Linked DNA regions of Sus scrofa: all the other regions are linked to region 1. The links are chromatin contacts, called in public Hi-C and targeted proximity ligation maps. All regions are on one chromosome and are shown on one strand. The core of a region is the stretch at or near the end of the contact, and the rest is flanking DNA. Distances in the headings are between cores, read along the strand shown.

Region 1 (3,521 bases), core at 259-2,758:
GCGCAAATTAAACATTAAAATAGCAGAGACTCAGGCGAAAAACTTCCCAATGCAATCTCCTATTTGGATCTCCAGCGGCAGGGCTCATAGGCGCCAGTCTGCTTCTTGTAACAATTATTTGATTGAAAACAGCCCTTTAGTTAACAGATTGGGAAGTCGGAATCCCACATCACAGGGGCTGAGGCACAGGGCAGCAATGCTTGGCTAGCCTGGTCCCAGAGGGCTGGAGTTTTAGGGAGGGAGGATCCCGATGGAATTTGCGGTGATAAGATTAATTACACGGGGGTTAGTACCTCGTAGTACCAGAGCATGAGCAGAAAACAGCCCAGGCATGATACTGGCACATAAAACCGGGACACAGTTACACAGTTTCCTCTGCCACCTTCCATAGTTACTGGCATTTTTTTTTTTTTTTTTAAGGAAAATCTTCCGTGAATTTGAGTAACAGGAGCCAGATGCCTCTTCACATCTAGTACACGTAAACAATGTACTACGTGTTATACAACCAAGTACACATTCATCTACCAAACCCAACATTTTACAGATTCGCAAGTACACGCGCGCGCGCGCGCACACACCCCGAGTGCCGGTTCACCGACCGGTGGCACAAGCAAACACTCACCATTTATTCAGCCACAGAGCGCTTTGCTGTCACTTGACATTAACTCAGAAGGGAATTCAGAAGCCTACGAGAGAACGGGGATAAAAGGCTCGACGTTAGACAACTTCAGGAGAAAGAGCTTTTTTTTTTCTTTTTCCAAGTAGCCCATAGAACAGCAAGTTCCAGTAAAGACGTTTACGCTAATTGCAGACTCAAAGATTGATGCGTTAACCTCTCAGAACTAACCTATCAGCAATTTCCCGCATAACTCAATCTACAGCAGATTTGTAAAAAAAAACAAAAAAAAAAAACAAAAAAAACTAAAACTAATAACAATGAAGTTAATTAGCTCATTTGTGAGTCACCGACTGCGGCCGGCGGTCTCGACAATGGGTCGGCCAGTGGCAGCCCAGGCATCGCCCGGCTGCGCGGCCGCGAGCGGGGCACCAGGAGCAGGTCTTACCTGCAAGGACAGGATGCTGATGTCCGTATTTAGGGTGGTCAGCGGCGTCCTGGATGCCTGGCTCTGCCCGGGTCGCTGGTGGTGCAGGCTGACAATAGTGGGGTGCGAGTCCAGGGCGATCTGCAGGTCCAAGATGTAGTCGATGACGTGCTGCAGGATTTCCATCTTGCTCACCTTCTTGTTCTGAGGGATGCTGGGCACCAGCTCCTTGAGCTTGGAGTAGCAGTCGTTCATGTTGTACAGCAGGCTCATCGGGTCGTCCACCGGGGTTTTGCTCCGGGAGATGCCCAGGCTGTGGTCCGAAAGGCTGTTTTTCCTAACGGACCTCACTGGACTGAAGGCTTTCATGCTGACCGCAGGAAAGAAGAGACCGGGAGGAGGGAGCGGGCTGCCCCGGAGCTCAGGACGCCGCCGCTGCCGCCGCCGCCGCCGCCTGCAGAGCTTCCTACGCTCGGCACCAGGCTCGGCTCAGAACGAAGCAGGGAGCCCGGCCGGGCGGCTTTTATCAGCGCTCGCCGGGGCCACACGATCCGGCTGCCTTGCGTCCCCATTGGTGGAGGGCGGCGCGTCCATCAGGCCGGGCGGGCACCCCCATTGGCCGGCGCGGGCGCGGGGCGAGCGCTCGGTCCTTCCGCGTTCGCAGCCAATCCCCGCGGCGCGAGCCCAGCTGGGGTGGTAAATAGAGTACAGTAAGCGCCGGGCCGGAGGGGAGCGCAGGGGAAGGGGAGGGCTGGGGGGAGAGAAGCGGGTGGGGGTAGAGGAGGGGGTCGCGGACAGGGTGGGGGAGGGGGAGACCCCAGGAACCTCAATGTGCATCTTAATCCCCTGTTAATCCCAACGGCGAGGCCGGACTCTCTCCCTAAGGTGTCTCCCGAGGAAGCCTTCTACACCTCGGGGCTTTGAGCATCCCTAAAACCACAGCCACCGAGGCCAGGTCTGCGCAGCGGAGGGAAAGCCACCACGGTCCCCTGCGCCCCACGGAATGTCAGCAAGATAGAAAGCATTTCTGAAGAAAGTGAAAACGCACATAAGTTTGCCGTCGCCAAGTGACGTCTGTAGTGTGAGTTGGGTCTCTTAAGATAAGGAAAAGCTTTGTAAAAAACAAAACCAAAATCACCCACGCGCGCATTCAACGACAGGTTTAGTGTGGGATCGTGCAACTCGGAGCAACGCAGGAGGCGTTGTTGTAAACTCGGTGAAGTGAGTGCTTATTGGAACCTGTGCTGATCGCTGAGGAGCTCTGAGCGCAGGACGCTTTCTGGCTTCCTTTTCTAGAAGGAGGAAGGGCTATCTATGATAATGATCCTACGAAGCGGAAATCATTAGGAGAATTTGCGTATGGAAGCTGTATTTACGTACACTGCCTTCCGAGGCTGCCAGTCTGTCCTCTGCAGTGTAGGTGGCAAAGTAAGGTGATTAATTATGCACAAGTCGTGATTTCTGGTGTCACATTCCAGTCCTACTGTATTTTTAAAGCTTTGTGACAGGTAGGTGGCTCCAGCCAGTGGTGGATATCTTCACATTGTTGTTGTTGTTTTGTTGCTGTTGTTGTTGTTGTTCTTTAAATCTGTCATATACCAAGTTTGGACTCTTTTCAGCACTAGCCTTAGGGGCAGGTTCAGGTTGTTTCCTTCCCTCTTTTCCCCTATTAAATCTTGAAGAACTTATTCTGCCATCTACATTTTCTACAAAGCTTGGAGTTACTTGCTCAAATCCTTTTCAGTTAATTCACACATTAATTCTAGCTTAACTGAAGACCATGATAAATTAGTGTGTTGAAAACCATATTTCTCTAGAATACAATAAGCTAGAAAATCTGAGACAACATGATGTCTCTAAGTATCTTATGTTTTGTCTCAATCTCCTTTGCACTTGGCGGGGGGGGGGGGCAGAACTGGAGAAAAAGCAAAGTTTAATAATGGGGACACAGTATTTTTTCCATCAATTAATGATTAACTCTTCAGCTGGTGGCCCGAGGGTCTGGTCTCTGACACCAGTTGCCGCCATGCGCCTGCCTCAGGGCTTCTCTCCAGGGAGGAAGAGCTGGTGGCAACGAGGTGGGTGTCACTTTCAGAAAATCCAGCCGCTTTGGTTTTGGAGGATGGAAGTGGATGGTTCTCTGACCCGCAGAGAAATCTGCTCAGGGCCTGGCCGGGAAAATGAAGCCTGCAATTCTGTTCCTGACAGTATTCGATTAAAAACCTCTCCTCTGATAATAAGTCTGGAAATGATTTCATACCCGAGTCCCCCACAGTTCGAGCCTTTTGATGTACTTTGTGTGCATGTGTTTCTGTCACATACGTGCCACAGTGGAACAGATTTTGTTTTGACACTATTTTGGTTCATGATGTTATACTTTGACTATTTTACAATAATAGCCAATGTAAACAAACATCTTTGGGATTCTCAAATTATTACTTGTGATTCTTGGACATTGCAGCTCTGCGATACTGACGC
Region 2 (3,521 bases), core at 508-3,007, 420 kb after region 1:
CTCAGCCTCATCATGTCATGGATTGGGAAAACTGAGGCCATGAAACCTTAGCAACTTGGCTATTGATTTGTGGAGCATCATTAGCAGGGCCAGGATTTAAGGCAAGTTTATGTGCCTTTAAAATGCATTTTGCCTCTACCATTCTTCGTTTCTACTGCATCACTCATGAGTGTCCTTGTAATTGACCTCTGCTTGTGCTGGTCCCCTTCTCCCCCACCCCAGGGTATGCTACCCAGACCTTCTAGCCTTATCTTGGTGAGAGCCGGGCAAGAGAGAAGCAGGGACTGCCTGCTGCTTGTGGAGAAAATTCTAGTGTGTTATACACTAGGAGCCTTTCCTGAGCTGCTTGGCAAGTAAGAACATGGTGAAGTCAGGGCCGCCTATTCTGGAGGCTCTCTGACCAAGTGTTCCTTGAGATGGCAGTTCTCCCCCTCCTGGTGCAGGACCCCCTGGGATGCCAGCTGGCTCAGAGCCCGTTGGCAAGGTCAATGGGGACAGCCCCAAGGCACAGGTGCCCAATGATGAAGGCAGCGGAAGTGGAGCAGAGATCAACACAACTGCAGGGGTGGTTCCTGAAGACAAGACATAGTTGGCTGCTCTGCATGTTGAAAGCCAGGACAGGGCGTGAGGGCAGGGTGGGTGTGCATGTTTTGGGATGTGCTGCAGAGGGAAGAAATGTGAACAGTGCGAAAAGAAGCAGGTAACTGAAGGCTAGGGGAACAGCATTTGGAGAAGAAGAAACTGGATGGAAACGGTGGGCTCTTTCCTGGCTGTAGGGGGATGGTGCCTGCTTCACCTGGGAGAAATTGGGTCCTGACCCTGTATGTGAGGGTCTTCTGAGACTGCCCCCTTCTGAGTATTTCCTGTGATACCTGATGCCTGGGCTGAGAGAACCCAAAACCTGGTGCCCTCAGAGGCCATGACAGGCTACTTCATCCGGTTTCCTGGACAGGCTTCAACAGCTTTATTGTATTTATTTATTTATTTTTTCTTTTTAGGGCTGCCCATGCAGCACATGGAATCTCCCAGGCTAGGGGTCGAATTAGAGCTGTAGCTCTGCCCTATACCACAGCCAGGAACACCAGATCTGCGCCGCGTCTGCAACCTACACCACAGCTCATGGCAATGCTGGATCCTTCACCCACTGAGTGAGGCCAAGGATCGAACCTGCATCCTCATGGACATGAGTTGGATTCATTACCGCTGAGCCACCATGGGAACTCCTTCACAAGCTGTATCTTAAATGCTGCTTGGCACAGAAGGGGAAGACAATGATGACCAATAGTTGTGGCCAACGGGACTTATTTAAAAGCTCATAGAGGAATTTCTGAGTTCTTCGAGAAATAAAAGAGGAGTTCCCACTGTGGTGCAGTGGGTTAAGAACCTGGCATTGGCTCAGCTCTGGCTTGGATTTGATCCCTAGCCTTGGCCATAGGCTGCACATACCAAAAAGAGAAAGAAAGAAAAAAAAGGAAAGAAGAAAGGAAGAGGAAGAAGCGAATATTTTTCAGAGGATCTAATTCCTGCTTTGCAGAGGAGAGGCGACACAAATTTTACAGCCTGAGCACCAGAAATGTTACGGATAATATCTCCCCCGTTTTCTTTTGCCCTTCTTTTAAATGCTGAGGGTGGTTGCCTGAGAACCCCTAGGTTATGTGTATTTTCCCACGTTGCCTCGGACACGCAGGATGTGAGTCGAGTTGCCACCATTTCAGGATTAGCACTCTTCAAAATATGCTGCTTTTGCCCCCAAGTATGCGGCCTGCATTCTTTCAAGGCGGAGGCCTGTCGGGCAGGGAAGGGAGGAGGAGCGGGTTGTGGGAACGCCTGAGCCTCCTTGGGAAAGCAGAGTGTATTCCTTCTAAATACGACTCTGAAGCAGATGCTCATGGAAATCAGGCTAAGTTTGTAACAAAACCAAGGAGCAGGTATTTAGAAGGCTCATACTTCTAAAGCGAATTACAAAACACAAAATTTCAGGAGCTCTGTTTCCAGAGTACCTCACTCTGTAAATATTAGCAGATGGGGATATTGACTAAAATTAGTTACTTCTCATAGTAAGCGGCCCCTTATAGAAACCTTCAAACTCTCCCTTTGGAAGGGAAGAAGCAGAAGCCCCTCCCCTATCCAGGTGGTTGGAAGGGAAAAGTACCTGGCTGCCTTGGGCTGGTTTATCAGTCTTCTTTGTGGACTACCACCACTTAGGTCATGAATCAGGGATGTTGGCAAGGACACACCAGTGAGGGTGGGTTCCTGGAGCGTTTTGGGAAACACGAGCTGTTTTGTCTACACTGGGTGTGGGGAATGACCCAAGAGTAGCAGGTTGTTATGGAAAGAATGTTTCTTTTTAACCGTCAAATTCATAGTTTGAAGCCCCGCTCCCTAATGTAAGGGTACAGGAGGTGCGGCCTTTGGGAGGTGATCTTGTTTCAATGAGGTCATCCGGGGAGAGCACCAAGATGGGCCAGTGCCCTTGTCAGAGCTTCCTCTCTCTACGCTGGGAGGATGCAGCAAGAAGGCGGGTGTCAGCGTGCCAGGAAGAGGGCCTTGACCAGACCCCGAATCTTCCAGCACCTTGGTCCTAGACTCCTCAGCCTCCAGAACTACGAGAAAAACGTCTGTTATGGAAGCCCCCCTGTTTGTGGCATGTGGCTCGGTCAGCCAGAGTGGACTGAGGCGGAACACGGAGTCCCAGGGCCAGAGAGTGGAGCTCCAGGCTCCCTCCACCCCGATACTTAAGGGGGTGATCTTGTACTTCCCTGAACTCCAGTTTTCCTCCTCTCTCAAACAGAGATACTCACGCCCTTCTTGCAGGACCTTTGTTCCACTTAGACACACACAGCCCTTTATTCCCTCTTCCCTTTCCATGTGTGCAGAATGCATCCAGCCCTGTACAACTGGTATGGGGCTGGGCCTCAATAGATAATTCTTATTGTTTATTGGTTTATAAAAATAGAAGCTCCTTGGGAGCTGCCATCTATGTGGCGATGTGCTAAAGCAGACATTTAGAAATTGGACTTCAAATTGGAGGCACTAGCTGGATTCGGGAGGCACTAAATTTGGAGGGACTCGAATTTGACTTATTTTTAGGAGGCTTGAATATGGAAGCTAAAAAGGTAGCATCCATGAACTCCAGAGGTAGGCACCCAATAATACCCACCTATGAATAGTAAAGAAAAAAATGCTGCATACAGCTTCCCCATTTTTTGATTAATAGGATCCGAGGCCGCAGTAACGGTATTTAGTAAATTGTAATGCTCCCATTAAATTATAGTCCTGTGGCAAGTCATTGTGAATTCAATTATGCTGCCTAGCTTCTAGCTCTCCTGCATATTTCATCAAAAGCTGATTTGCCAATGGTGGCAACAGCTCCACGTTTCTCTGAGGAAAAGGGCATATTATGTAAAACTCGAGTTGAAAGTCAACCTGAGAGAGGCTCATCAAAGTCCTCCACAAGCCAGGCCATTGCGGATGTCTTCCACTCTCATGGGGCTGCCTTGAGTCCTTCCGTCCTATGTCTT
Region 3 (3,521 bases), core at 264-2,763, 330 kb after region 1:
CTTCTCTTCTCTTCTCTTTTCTTTTCTCTTCACCATAAGTAGGAATTACTGACGTGGCATCATCAGCATGTTGGGTAATTTCTTTGGATTCTCTCATTTTTCATTTGTAAAACGGATAGAATGGGAAGACGTGAGCCATGAGGGGTCAATGAGATGAATGCCCCAGGAGTGGGACTCTTATCCGTCTGGCTCCACGGGGTATCCTCTGTGCCAGAAATTGTGCCTGGTGCATCGTAGGAACTCAGTCAATCATGGTAGGTGCTGGCATTGTCTCCATGGTGGCTTGGGTTCTACCACTGGCCTGGCACAGTGGGTTAAGGATCTGGAGTTGCTGCGGCTGTGGCACAGGTTACAACTATGGCTAGGATTCAATCCCTGACCCAGGAACTTCCATTTGCAGAGGATATACCACCCCCCCTCAAAAAGGAAAATCACAGTAGGTGTTGATTGAAAGATGAAATGGAAGAAACAAAGGGAAAGTTTAACAGAGGCAGCGTGGCCTGGGAGGGGCTGGCCGTGCGGTGAAAGCCACATTGTCCAGCCCTGCACTGACCCCTTGGGAGTCAAATCATGGCCGCTTTGAGGCCTGTTTCTCTGCTCTTGAATAGAGAGCATGGCCTCACAGCTCTAAAGTCCGTTGAGAATGAAAGTCTTCTGTTCTCGAGTGAGTCAGTGACCTTTTCTTGGTACTGCGCGTCCTTGGTGGAAACTCCCTTGGAGTGTGGCAGTGCTTCAGGGAGTTCTGGAAGCCAGGCCCCAGACTTGCAGAGTCCTGGTGCCTCGCCAGGGCAGCTGGAGGACACTCGGCCCATCCCTGCGTCAGGCGTCCCCACTTGGGCAGTGGATGGACCAGGTTCCTCAGAGTCATTTCTGGGGGGTGTAGGCATAAGCGGTGTGCTGGGGGACGAGGTCGGAGGATGCCCTGAGCAGCCCAGGGGCTCATGGCCCGTTCCAGTCTCAGCTGCTGGGACTCAGTGCTGTGGATCAGCAAGCTGTCTCGTCTGCCTGCATCCTAGTCTCCTTAGTTTCCACTGAGCGAACGCTACATTCCATTGTCAGCTTTCAACTGCTATGATTATGCAGTGTGCTCTTGGGTACCTTTGTTCCCAAAAGGCCCAGGCCCTGACGACCCCCTTTCCTGTCCCCCCTCCAAAGACGAGGGTAGGAAATCAAGCTCTGCTCCTCCCTGGGTCACTGAGTCTTTTACCCAGAAAGAAGGGGAAACTGGATTTTTTTCTTCTTCTCTTCTTTAACAGATATTTTTAGCTTTTCTAAAAGCTTCTCACTCTGAGCCTTAAAAAGAAATAAGAACCTCTTCCAAAAATGCAAATGCTCTGGCAAGAAGCTACAGGGGTGTTTTCAATCTTCTTTGGACAATTGTTTTCTCTTCCAGGGACACTCGTGGTGTAAAGGGATGAAGGCTGGGGGTGCGGAGGGGGAGGTGGGAGGCTGTTGTGACAGCCACAGTGACACTGTGGCCAGCAGAAGCCCTTTCCAGGGGCGGCCCCGTGGTGTGTGTGCTATGGCTGGCTTTCCTCAAACAGGGCTTTGTTCAAATTGCTCCTGAACCCTTCTGGGCTGGAGAGTGGGCAGTTCTTGATGTTTAGAATGCTGTTCATCTCCAGAGCCCTGAGAGGGGGAGGGTTCTTTCTCCCCAGCCAGCCCCCAGCCCGACGCAGGCTTAGCAAGTCAGTAGGAGCTGTTGGTGGCGCTCAGAGATGGGCAGAGGCAGCCCTGCCCCCAAAGGGGAAATGAAAGTGAGAACACAGTGAGTGCCCGTTGGTTTAGTCTGTGTCCTCAGCTTCCCATGTTCCTTACTTGAACCCCGTCATGTTCCTCCAGCTATGTGAGGTCTTTTGTTTCCCCGGTGCCATGTCTTTCTCTGAATCCTCATAGCTGCAAGTTCGCATCACAGGAGAACATCAGCCAAGGAAGAAATTGTGAGCTGTGTCTCCTCTGTGTCCCAGCAGGAGAACGGGGCCAGAAACAAAGTCCACCCACTTTGGGCTGACCTCTCTGTTAAATGACTTGAAGTCTGTTATTCACTTACTCTTTGCAACGATCTTGCAATTATGCCTAATTCATATTTTTGTTTCCCTGGCATCTAGCTTAGAGTCTCTGTGCACTATCTGTTCAGCTGTCTGATCTAAAACTTTTCATTTACTTCTTTCAGAGCTAATTCAAAGTTTGTGTATATTCTGAAATAATGACTGGCATGAAATAGTGTCAGAAAAAACACACAATTTGGTTTCATTTATGTTAAATTCTCAGGACATTTGTGAATGCAGCCTCTTTAAGGGGACATTTGATACCTTCTAGCTTGCAATGCTTTTGCAGAAAGTGATTGTATTGATATAAGATCTGCAAATGAAAAGTACACTCTCCACTCCCTCCACAATCAGCCATCCTTCCCTGGATGTTATTAATAGAAAGGAAACCATCAGAAAAGGGAAACTAGGTAATGTGGCCACTTTTGTATCGGGCAGCTTCTGGAAGCATAGCTGAGCTTGCCTCTAACTGATCCAGAGGCTGAAGGTCCATGTTCAGAAAGTCATGGGTTAATCAGGAAAAGCACATAAGAACTTACACCTTTCACTAGTTTTCTTAGAGACTGTGGCCCCACTATTTCCAAGGAAACCAATGGCTCCAGAAAGAAAGTGATGGCTCATTAGCTTTGTCTTGGCTTCTTGATGGCAGGGCCCAGAGCTCTGGTATCTTCTACTCTGCCACTGTCGTTGCTTGGCCCTGCCACTGACTTGGATAAATCATGTTTAACTGATCCTCTGGGCATTACAATGTCTTAAGTGCTCCCTTGTATTGAAAGGCTCTGAGAAGACAGACATGAACCCAGTCATCTCTGAATATCAAATTTGACTTGAGCCAACTTTCCCACTGTAATTTTGAGGCATTAACAAAGTAAGATGCTGTCATCTTTTTGGATGACACGTAATTTTTTTTTTTTTGTTTCTGTCAGCAGTGGCATCATTAAATTGGAAAGGAACCATAAGAAGGAACAGAGTAACATTCCAACACTGATTTCTTTTTCAAAAAAAAGGTGTTCTTCCGTAATACCACCCCATAGTGTTCTAAATATTGATGTCTTTAGAAAATGAGCATTGACCAGCAGAAAAGGAACATTGGCTGTAGGGGGTAAAAATACGTAACAGAATTGGACATGGAGTCAAAGTACATGTTTGGCACTGATTGAAGAGTTACTATGGACCAGACAGGCTTATATGCATTAGCTCCTCAATCCTCTTGTGGACTGAGGGGTGTGATGCTGTTATACCCATTGTACAGTTAAGGAAGCTGAGGCTCAGAAAGGTTGAATAACTTCCTCAAGGTCATGAAATTAGTGCCAGCTGATAATTGGAATCTAGCTCCATCTGACACCCAAGTCTGAGCTCCTTCCATGCTGGAGGAGAAATGCTGTACGGGTCCCACGGGCCCTCATCATGGTCAGTGAGGTTGACCTTAGCTCAGCCCAGGACTGAGCACTTTGAGGCTCCAGGGAGTACAAG
Region 4 (3,521 bases), core at 319-2,818, 320 kb after region 1:
ATAGCATATGGAAGTTCCCAGGCCAGGGATCAAATCCAAGCCACAGTTACAACCTATGCCACAGTTGTGGTAATGTTGGATCCTTAACTCACTGCAACAGGCTGGGGATCAAACCCATGCTTCAGTAAAGAATAGCACTTCAGGGTCTGCCACCATGGTGAGCCCCCAGCAAGTCCCATGCAGTAAGGTAAGGAGAACCCTTTTATAGAGGGGAAAAGGAAGTTGGGAGAGTAGTAGGAATAAAAGAGTCCCTGGTTTTCATTGGCTGAGTTCTCACCAGGAAAGAAGAGGAGTCTTTCCTCTTCCTGTTGGGCTCTGCTTTGCAGGGCATAAGGGCTCCCCCTTCTGGTCTCCCAACTCTACGTAACTGAGGTTTCTGTCTATTAATTTTTTATGGATGAAACACTGGGAGGAACAGAAACCAGAGATTGGGGTTCAGCAGATCCTCCCTGTTAACCTCAGAACTGCTGGGGCATCTTTTTGTTTCCTGTCACTTGCCATTAGGAGCAGGGTTTGAACTGGTTTCTTGATGGGTCAGATGCAGTAACTCTTTGGGTGGGTCCGACCTTTGTTGGCTCAGTGGGGATTTTGCCGAGAGTTGGGGCTATTCTTGCACAGGGCCTGGGGACTACTCAGTGCGTGGGAAAGTCAGGAGTGCTGGTAGACTTTGTCCTACTCTGCTGACAGCAATGGGACAGAGGGCTGAGTGGCAGTGAGAAGTGCCGAGGCTTGAAGGGAGGCTGGGTCTCCAGGAAGGATGCCTCTCAGAATGTGAGCTTCCTTGTCAGGTTACAGGGGTGTCATCATTCTCACCCTTCAGCCCTGGCTCAGAGGCCACCATGTGGGGCCTACAAGTCCCCAGCCTGCCCTGGAGAAGTTTCACCTCTCAGCTCAGGGCCCGGCTGATCAGGGAGGGTGCACAAAAAACAGGGGAAGCTGATTTCAGCCCCAGATGATGGCCATCCTCAGTCTTGAGAATTTCTTCCGTTAAAGCAAAATAAAAATGCCAGCAAAATTCAGGCCTCCTTAGTAGGCAATGATAGAGAATATGACCTTTTAATTTAAGTGTTTCACAGAAAATGACATACTTAAACATTGGAGAAAAAAAAATGGAATGAAAAAGTGACCCCTCAATCAACAGCTAGCCATCTTTGGAAGGAGCCCAGAACATTAAAACAACTTAATAATTTCTGTTATTCTGTAACAGGTGATTTATCGATGCTCTCTACACATTTTACCTTTTAGTTCTTATAACAGATTTACGAGTCCAACTTTCCTAATCCTGTTCACGAGTGGGGAAGCAGTTGTAAGCCATTTAGGTAAAAGTTTCCCCAGCCAGGAGTCAGCAGAGCCAGGACTGAAGCACAGCTTCCCTTCTCACTGGTGTGGGAGGGGTCCCTGAGTTTCTGCTCCCAGCTTTTCTCCAGCAAGGAGCCCTTCTGCAGAGCAGCGCCGCAGGGGAACTCTCTGCCCTGAAGGGAGAGGGGGTGTTAACAGCTGTCTTCTTGTGGGTGGCAGCTGTGTGTTTGCCCTACGGCTTACACACATCTGTCACTTGACCTGCACGAGGACCCTGGGAGAGAGAGCTTGTTACTTTCATGATCCTGCTTTGCAGGAACGGAACTGAGCCGCAGAGGGTGGAGGAACTGCCTCCCGTGAGGCTGGTTCCTGGTTCTTGACTCTGCGTCTCCACAGCAGAGCCGGCTGCTTCCAAGCCAGGGCCTTTTCCACCTGCCCACACTGTCAGGGTCGTGGGGACTTGCTGATTGTGGCACTGAGCACACTGGCTGTGTTTTCACCTTCCTTTTGATGCCCTTGCCTCAGGCTTGTGCCAGATTTCCCCTTTTCTTGTTTTAGATACCAGTATGGTCTCCCCACATCTTTTCCTGAAATTGTATTGCATTGTACTGGGCCTTTCCCTTGAGCACGGAAGCTTGCAATTGGCCATAGGACTGGCCTATGACCAACCATAATAAATATGAGTGATTTGCTATCAGATTTCATTTATTCATTCAACACTTGCTGGTGCTGCTGGGTGAGACACGGAGGGTCCTGGGGTGTGTAAGGCAGTGACAGCCATGAAAATGTCTCAGTGTGATGGGAAAGGGAGTGTGTACAAAAGGATGAACCATTTCTGGAGTTCCCTTGCGGCTCAGTGGGTTAAGGATCTGGCATCATCACTTCAGTGACCCAGGTTCGATCCCTGGTTCAGGAACTTCCACCAGCTGCAGGCGAGGCCAAAAAAAAAGAAGTATTTCTTAGGAGTGTAGAAAAGGGGGTGGGTGATTCTTAGCAAACTGTGCAGTTGGTGTGGCAGGAAAATGTTTTGAAATGTGAATTGAGGTTTCTTACACCCGGGATTTCTTTGTTCCCTTTGCTGTCCCTTGCACTCAAACAGGCCCTTTCTCTGCTCTGCTCTTATCTTAGGAAAGATGGTGAGAGCAGAAGGAAGAGAACAGAAAGCAGCCCTCTTTTAGCTGCAGTGCATGGGATTCTGTGGGCAGAAGGACCCACCTTCCATGCTGGGAATGATGGCTTTTGAAAGCTCGTGACTTAACCACTCACTGCACATGACCCTGGGTTGCAGGATCTGCCCACTCAGGGCTACCCACGCTCTGTGACACAAAGGCTCCCCTCCCCATGCCCTTAGTCTGAGCCAACTGTGCTGGGCTATTTTGGCTCCAGGCCCCCCTGAGACTTGGCTGGAGGCGGCCTCCTTTGCAACCACTTTTCGAGTCAGGGGCTCCTACTGCAAAATCCTGTCCATCTTCCTGCTTTACAGGTGAATCTCCCAAGAACCCTCCTTAGTAAACCTTCCATCTGCAGTTTACAAACTCAGACAACGATTCCAGGGAACCTCAAGGCAAGTGAAATGAGAAGTATCGTCAGAAATGGCCTCTAAGTGGAAAATTGGAGCTGGAGTGCCCGGCAGCTGATAACACAGATGCTGTCACTGGGGGTTAGTGGAGCATGGTTGGTGCCTGAGCCGCATTAGGGAAACGGTGACTAGCAGGTCCGAGGGATGAGGCGGCCATGCCTGACTTGTTGAAGAGAGAATGACAGGCTGCGGGTGACTCACCACCTGTTTAAGGCAAAGCACCTCCTCTGGAGCATCATGCAAATCTCAACATTCTGCAGGTGGAAGACAGGTCAGCTGGAGGGCCGGTATTAATCCTAAGACGAGCAGAGTTTTAGAGAAGTACTCAGACCTCCAGGGTCAGGGTCCTCTAGGGAAGAGGTGGGACCTCAATACTTGGGACCTGGACAGTTGAGTTCCTTGTTCTGATTCCTCTATGCCGGTGCGATAGGTCTACCCCACTTTAGGACAAGACTATTAATTCAACATTTTTTTCCTGGTCTTTTTTGGGCCACACCTTTGGCATATGAAAGTTCCCAGGCTAAGAGTGAAATTGGAAATGCACCTGCCAGTCTACGCCACAGCCACTGCAATGCCAAATCCTAACCCACTGAGCAAGGCCAGGGATAGAACCCTCATCCTCATGGATACTAGTTGGGTTTTT

The links. A called contact is a pair of places that touch in the nucleus more often than the background predicts.
Region 2: a contact with region 1 is called in a Hi-C map of embryonic fibroblasts, with 2.4 times the contacts expected there. A contact is called at or near these places in 3 of 5 promoter capture datasets (fetal liver, fetal skeletal muscle and liver), 3 of 47 Hi-C or Micro-C datasets (embryonic fibroblasts, epiblast stem cells and fetal liver) and 1 of 2 datasets of targeted methods (alveolar macrophages).
Region 3: a targeted proximity ligation map of alveolar macrophages shows a contact between it and region 1. A contact is called at or near these places in 1 of 5 promoter capture datasets (liver), 4 of 47 Hi-C or Micro-C datasets (blood, fetal heart ventricle, omental adipose tissue and 1 more) and 2 of 2 datasets of targeted methods (alveolar macrophages and skeletal muscle).
Region 4: a targeted proximity ligation map of alveolar macrophages shows a contact between it and region 1. A contact is called at or near these places in 1 of 5 promoter capture datasets (liver), 15 of 47 Hi-C or Micro-C datasets (alveolar macrophages, embryonic fibroblasts, fetal heart ventricle and 9 more) and 2 of 2 datasets of targeted methods (alveolar macrophages and skeletal muscle).

The regions. Positions count from the first base shown.
Region 1 is chr3:127,501,699-127,505,219 of Sscrofa11.1, forward strand. ID2 (inhibitor of DNA binding 2, HLH protein) reads right to left here and starts at 1,509. Exons shown (of 3, transcript NM_001037965.1): 1 at 1,065-1,509; 2 at 623-686. The coding sequence starts at 1,412. The coding sequence ends at 630. It overlaps LOC106509912 (a long non-coding RNA gene), which reads left to right and starts at 1,811. Exons shown (of 3, transcript XR_002342872.1): 1 at 1,811-2,551.
Region 2 is chr3:127,919,979-127,923,499 of Sscrofa11.1, forward strand. No RefSeq gene overlaps it. Among named protein-coding and RNA genes, the nearest start is that of ID2, 420 kb to the left of the region's middle.
Region 3 is chr3:127,835,143-127,838,663 of Sscrofa11.1, forward strand. No RefSeq gene overlaps it. Among named protein-coding and RNA genes, the nearest start is that of ID2, 330 kb to the left of the region's middle.
Region 4 is chr3:127,816,908-127,820,428 of Sscrofa11.1, forward strand. It overlaps LOC106509914 (a long non-coding RNA gene), which reads left to right. Exons shown (of 4, transcript XR_001307915.2): 1 at 1-3,521. Among named protein-coding and RNA genes, the nearest start is that of ID2, 320 kb to the left of the region's middle.